Linked DNA regions of Mus musculus: region 2 is linked to region 1. Evidence: chromatin contacts called from public Micro-C data. All regions are on one chromosome and are shown on one strand. Each heading gives the region's core, a stretch centred on a gene start, on an enhancer-like site or on the middle of the called end of the contact. The rest is flanking DNA. Distances are from core to core; before and after follow the strand shown. Region 1 holds the start of Rabgap1l (RAB GTPase activating protein 1-like). Region 2 holds the start of Suco (SUN domain containing ossification factor).

What was found. A called contact is a pair of places that touch in the nucleus more often than the background predicts.
Region 2: a contact with region 1 is called in a Micro-C map of embryonic stem cells, with 8 times the contacts expected there. The contact joins the promoter of Suco here to the promoter of Rabgap1l in region 1. A contact is called at or near these places in 2 of 39 promoter capture datasets (hippocampal neurons and pre-B cells), 3 of 484 Hi-C or Micro-C datasets (B cells and embryonic stem cells) and 1 of 9 other capture datasets (adipose tissue).

The regions. Positions count from the first base shown.
Region 1 is chr1:160,791,275-160,794,393 of GRCm38.p6, reverse strand. Rabgap1l (RAB GTPase activating protein 1-like) reads left to right here and starts at 1,456. Exons shown (of 21, transcript NM_013862.5): 1 at 1,456-1,658. It overlaps Gm37083 (a long non-coding RNA gene), which reads right to left and starts at 2,499. Exons shown (of 3, transcript XR_003948752.1): 1 at 2,081-2,499.
Region 2 is chr1:161,875,430-161,878,947 of GRCm38.p6, reverse strand. It overlaps Suco (SUN domain containing ossification factor), which reads left to right and starts at 2,266. Exons shown (of 24, transcript NM_001357402.1): 1 at 2,266-2,637. The coding sequence starts at 2,576.

The DNA of each region.
Region 1 (3,119 bases), core at 207-2,706:
AGACAAGCGTCCAGGCGTGCCTGTGAGGGGTGATCTAGATTAGGTTAACTGAAGTGAGAAGTCCGGCTTTCACGTGAAGTCACACCCTTCTTAGGCCTGGCCTCCTGGTAAACAGGAGAAAGTGAGCTAAGTCCTAGCCTTCATTGTCCCCTTTGTCAAATAACTTCGCTTTGTTTAGAAGATACCTGAAGGCAAATGCTATGTATGGCCTTTTCGTGTGCTGATTTTCTCATAGAGCCTGGCTCAGTATCTACTTCTCGTATATTTACAATGAGACTCTGCAAACGTGGAAGTCAACAGATGATTTGTGTTAATTAGATCCTAACTTTATTAGGTATCAAACTTAAAGCATTGAGTCAGGTTCTGGTTAGGAGGTCTACTCAGGGTACAGAGCTTAACAAAAATACCTTCTGGGAAGGACCTAACACGGAGGGGAAACCCGAATGAGTTGGAACACTTTTGCTATGACACAGCATCTGTAGGCATTAACATTAAGAAAAAGGAGAAAAGAAACTTGGGTTTGAAGGTCCTTTGACAAATGTTACAGGGTAGCTTTTGGATCTGGGTGGACAATAATGACAGACCAATTGAAGTGTTATAAGAAAAGAGAACTTTCAACTCAAGAAGCTACTCTAGAGGTCCAATCTCTGGACACATTCAATTCAAACAGTAATATTTACTGAACGGATACTTTCTATAAGCCAGGTAGGATTCATCATGAAAGGCACAGAAATGGGTGAACAGGTCCCTCTAGAATCTCTAAAATATTTCACAGATTAAGGGTACACATATTTGTGCCATAAACCTGAGAAAAAAAGTTCTTATGAGATTCAAGGAATGTACAGGTCTTTTCTGGCTGCTTGATCTAGAAAGGAAAAAATTCACAGTTCAAAAATTAGTACAATATTTGTGGCAGAAAGTAAATACTTTAGTTTATCTGTCCTCCAAAATCTACTCTCTGAAAGGCTAAAAGGTGAGACCCGGGATGCCTTTACCGTTGGGTTAGCGCTTTCCTATGTAGTCTGAGTCTGGAAGAATCAATGAAGGGGGATGCCTCCAAGCACCTTCAAAGGACAAAGAGTCCCGGTGGAAAAGTTAGTCCTCCGAGGTGACTTACTGGCCTCACGGAATGGAAATATGTAAAACAGGTTTGTTAAGAAAGAATCTCCCCAAAAGGGACTTAGAACTCAGTCAGTGCTGGGGATGATTGCCAGGCACCAGCACGCGTGCTGGAGGAGGTCCTCGCGTGCCTCCGCTCTCCTAGCTCGCCCTCTGCCCTCTGCTCAGGTTTGTACTCCGCGCTTTCAGGGTTGGGGGGGCCAAGCCGAGTCAAGCGAGCCTGTGGACGCGCGCGCGCGCCGCCGACTTAGGCAGAGAAGGCACCTCCGCCCTCGGGAGCGCGCACGCCGCGCCGAGGGGCCGGGCGCGCGCGCTCCCGCCGACCGCCTCCTCCTCAGTCCGCCCCCTCCCTCGCCTCTTCCTGCCGTGCGGTCCTCTCCCCTCCCCAGCCCGCTCCCTCCGCCCCGTTCCCTCCGCCCTCCCTGGGCTTCGGCCGCGGCGGAGTGAACGGGACGGGCCCGGCCGCAGAGCTCTGGGCGGCGGGTGGGACTCGGGCGTCTGACAGAGTTGTTGTTCCGGCACGGCCGCGGAGACGTGAGGTGAGGTGAAAGCGGCCTTCGAGGGGGGCTCGAGGGCGGCCTGACGGCTGGGAGCCGCGCTCCGGGGGGTTTTGAGGTGGACCCGGCTGGTTCAGAGAGGGTCGGGGTGCGAGGCCCGGCCCGGGACCGGGATGCTGGAGCGGGGCGGAAGGCATCCGGCGGGCTCAGCACCGTCGGCCGCCTCCGGGACACCCGGGTTCTCCGTGTGGCTGGCTCGTCGCGGTGGGGCGGCCGGGCGGGAGGCGGGGTTGGCGCCCCTCACCTGGGGCCGGGTGGTGGCTTGGGCGGCCGCCGCCTCCAAGTGTGCCCTCCTGACATTGCCGCCGCCCCCGCCGGCGGTGGCCGGGATGTGGCTGCTGCTGGGCTCGCAGTCCCAGCAACCCCGAGTCCGGGGGGGCGTGTGGACAGGTTTATTTTCTTACCCACTTGAAAGCGTCGGTTGGATCCCGTGTCCTTCCCTCGCTCTTCCCTTTCCTCCGCCCCGCGCACTTTGCTCCGTTCCTGCTGGCGATGCTTGTGGTTTTGCTGTCTGGGATAGGCTGTTTTTTGGGCAGATCTCTACCTGCCAGGAATGCCCCGCTTCAAAGTTGACCGCGTGGGCCCCGACAGACACTCATCCACACCCACGCGCATGTTGTCCTCCGTGTCCTGATAACTGAGTCAAAGTTTCTGAGACCGAGCTGGTACTTTGCTCGGATCGCCAACGGTGCAGGGCTGGGCAGTGCGTCAGCATGTGGAAAGGGGCCACTGGCCATTGGGGAGGTGGCCAGGAGCAAGGAAGGCTGAACTGAGAAGTTCATTTGTGGTCTCAAGACAGTTTCGTTCAGGTGCTTATATATTCTTTTTGGACTTCTCAGAGTTGGTTATATCAGAAAAAGACTCGAATTTAGGCGATCGTTTTTTCAGAACCGATGGTATGCAAATTAAATGAACCGCTAACCTTTAATGGTAAGGGCTTGCTTGACCTGCTTAGTGCTGTTTGGAAACAGATGTCAAAGCATGCATTTTTTTTTCCAATGGACAGTTTAGATGATTTTAATGCATCTAAATTTTCTTGTGTATGAGAAGAGGTAGATAGTTGACTGTCACAATTCAGAGAACACAATTTCCTGAAAACCTTAAGACTTTTCTTGTAGTAGTGTTTACATTTGGCAGCCGCTGCACTTCTGTAGAATGTCCAGTAATCGTGATCAGGAGGTACAGACATGAAGTTTGTAGTCAAATTGGAAGTGGATTCTATTCGTGGAAAATACTAGTTTACAAGCTGCCTGGAAAGGGAAATTGGCCTGTGATTCATTGTCTTAGTTGTGTTCTCTATATGAAACTGACACTGAGGTTGAAAGGAGAAAGGCTAGATGAATTTAATATAGTATATGTTACTACAAAATGTACTTCTTGGGAAGCTAGCTAAGACTTTGAGTTAGATTGATGACCATATTAAATTAGTTCAAGATGTACTCT
Region 2 (3,518 bases), core at 1,017-3,516, 1.1 Mb before region 1:
TCTTCCCTCACAAACCAAAAAAACAAAACTACCAAACAATTCAACAATCCTGCTGCTTGGTGTTAGCATTTCTAGGCTCCACCCCACAGTTATGCCTGACTCACTATAAAAGGGGCTGCTTGCCCCCTTCTTTCTATTTTTGCTTGCCTTTCTACTCTCTCCCACTCTGTCCCTTCTCCCTTCATTTTCCTCTCCCTCTCCAAGTGTTCATGGCTAGCCTCTACTCCTCTCCTCTCTCTCTCCCTTTCTCTGTCTCTACTATCTTGTCAACTCCCCTCCCCATGCCCTAAATAAACTCTATTCTATACTATACTTGTATGGCTGTTCCTCAGGGGTAAGGGATGCCTCAGTGTGGGCCCGCAGAAGCACAGCCTTCTCCCTGCCCCCCTCCCCCAACTCCATACTGTGCCTCCACCTAACATATCCCCGGCTTTTTCTTTTATATAAAACATAACACCTGGGTAAATGTCAAGGAGGAATTGCACAGTCGCCAAAATATGGAAGCAACCTAGGGATCCATTGATAAAGAAAATACAGTATATTTATTTACACATTAAACTATAAAAAGAACGAAATCTTGTCATTAGTTGTAACACAGATGAAATTGGAGAATGTTGTGTAAAATCAGAGGTAGAAATACAAATGCCGTGTAGTCTCTCTTATACATGAAAATTAAGATAATTTCAAAGATGAGAACAGAATAGTGTTCACAGATCTCAGGAGTTAAGGGTGGGAGAAGTGGAGGAGGTTAATGGGTATGGCGGTGCAGATAGATGAGAGGAACTGAAAATAAAATAAAATAAAATAGGAAGGGAATGACTGCTCCTGGGCATGGTAGAGGAGGTTTATACAAGGGAGACATAGCCAGAGACAGGGGCATCTGGACGAGTCCAGAGTGAATACGAACCTGAGCAGGGGCCATGTGAGGAAAGTGGAGGAGGCAAGGAGAGCCAGGAGACCAGGAGATCAAGAGGCCAGGAGGGTAAAGGGCAGACCAAAAGGGCCAGGTAACCAAAATGGCTGGATTATATAGGGAAGGGTGCATGAGGGAATGGCTGCCCAGCCCCTGGGCTGGAGAAGTTTGGAGTAGGGGCTGATGAGAAGAATCCTGCAACTAACTGGTAGAGACTGAAGAATGCTGGGAGAACGTGGCAGCCAGTTCTGCTTTGATATGTTAAATAGGCACACGGGAGACTTAGAGGAAGGAACTGCTATACTAAGAGGCCAAAAGTCTAGTCTCTTCCAACTGCTGTCTTTCAGGATCAGTAAGCTACTTGAAGAGATGTCTGGCAGTAGCCACAAAGCATTCTGAGATTGCACACCAACGCTCCCTAAGTAGGATTCTGGGCCTCAGCTTTTTACAGATTTTGGGGTCTCCATCTGTGAACACCACTTCTTTTTTTTTTTCTTGTTCACAGCAAGTATGTGTAGGAGTTCGCTTTCTCTGCTTCCAGACGCCGAGAGTCCGTAGTGTCTTTTCTGCCTTGCAGCAGCAAACCCACAGCCCGAAATTAAAAGAACAAAAAAGAACACTAAAGCTCTATCTTAGGAATCTGGCGGGCAGGTAGGAATTCTCACTTAGGTGAAAGAAAAGCTCAGTCCTTCCCAGCCAATCATGTGAGAGGAAACGTTGACACGCCTCTTTCTACCTTCCAATCATCATCTACCTCAGTAAGCCCGACCCACTGCCGGTAAACCGACTTTTAAATTGCATTAGCATGCTTTCTCCTGACCCTCTCCAGTCATTCCAGGCCGTTCCATGACTGTGCTCCAAGGAAGAATTATAGACTTAACAATGACAAATGACAAAGCTAGTCAGTCTGAAGGTGAGAAGTGAAAGTGTAAAACTCGAGAACCAAACCCGCGAGTTCTACGGAGGAAAAAAAAAAAAGGCGGGTTCGGGCAGGAGGACTACAAGCCCCAGATACCCGTGCGCGGAGGCGGCGCGTGCCAGCGAGAGTGGGCAGGCCATTGAAAGGCGGAAGACCGAGGGTTACAGGACTTCCTGTTCGAGCGCCAGCGAGTGGGTGGGACCTGCGCAGGTTGGGCGGCGGTTGTGGCGTTTTGGAGCTTTGTCAGCGGAGGGGGCGTGGCCCGCGCTGTGACTTGTGGAGCGCGAGCCGAGAGGGACGTGGGTGACGCGTCTCCTTCCACCCAGCTCAGTGGAGTGCGAGGTGCGCTGGCCCGGCCGGGGATTGGCTGCTGAGAGGCGAGTACGCGGCGGCCGTTGGTCGCCGGCAGCACGGAGCGAGGGCCCGGGCGGGCGGGGCGGGGATGGGGAGGCAGTGGCGGCGAAGGCCGGAGGAGGCGGGCGCGGGCGAGCGGGCAGACAGAGCGGCGGCGGCGGCAGTCTCCCGAGCGCTCCTGTGAAGCGTCCCTATTCCCGTTGCCGTGGGCCTCTCGGGGAGGCCATCCGGGACGCGAGCCGCTGCGGAACCGCTCCCCAAGCCCCACTGCTCTTCGGACTCTCGGTCCCATCCTCGCGTTTCTGCTCCGGCTCCTCCATCTTGGCCTCGACAGTGGCTGCTGTGGGGAGGATGTGCCGCCTCCTGGCAGGGGGAAGAAGGAGGAGAAGATGAAGAAGTACCGGCGGGCCTTGGCCCTGGTCTCCTGCCTCTCTCTCTGCTCTCTAGTCTGGTGAGTAAGGGGCCGGCCTCTGGGGACTTCCCGTGGGGATGAAAGAGGGAGTAGGTCGGGTCACACCCCCAAATCATCTCGGCTTTTTGGGTTGCTTGGTGCTCCTGCTCCTAAGCCAGGGACACAGCGGCCACCCAGCTCTTCCTCTTGTGGTTTACGAGTTGTGTTTTGGAATTTGCAGAGTTCCAGCAGGGAGAGAAGGGGATATTGGGGATCACTTTTTGCCTTTGTACTCGGGTACCCCATCACCGCAGTTAGGGCAGTTTGGGTAGTGTTCAGAAAGCTAGTGAGTGAGTTACTCAGTTTTGCTGTCAGTTCATTTGCTTTCGTTATGAGGTAAGGGCAGGGGCGAGTCAGGTGTGATGTGTTCCGGACCTGTGATTTTGAAAACGTGAGTCGTCATGAGGGTAAGAGTAATGTCTAAACTGTTGTTCTTCTGGTCAGGTCTTGCACAATCTTGACCAATAGTACTTTTGGGGCTGCTCCTTGAAACCCTGCGGCGTGGGGCGGGCGGGATCCCTGATGAAGCCCTTTTTCGGTTAGCCTGGTGGGAGAGGATTATCACAGATGTGGAGTCAGCCATAGTTTTGGGGCATGTTCTTTGGCACTAGAAAGGAAACGGTTTTTGCGACCCGCTCTGTCCCTTTCTCTGAAGTTCTATGGAGTTCAAGTTAATTTCAAGCACATCTCTGGATGTCCAGGAGCAGACATAGCTTATGAACCAAAGGATTGCTAAAGGTGTACTTGGAAAAGCCATTCTTTCTGAAGGAATTCCCAAAGAGCCTTGAGACTTGGTGACTGAAAGTGATGGCCTTTGTGTTAAAGAGATTTTGCTTCTTATACTAAAATCTAAACACACTTTCTTATTTACCTTATGTCTT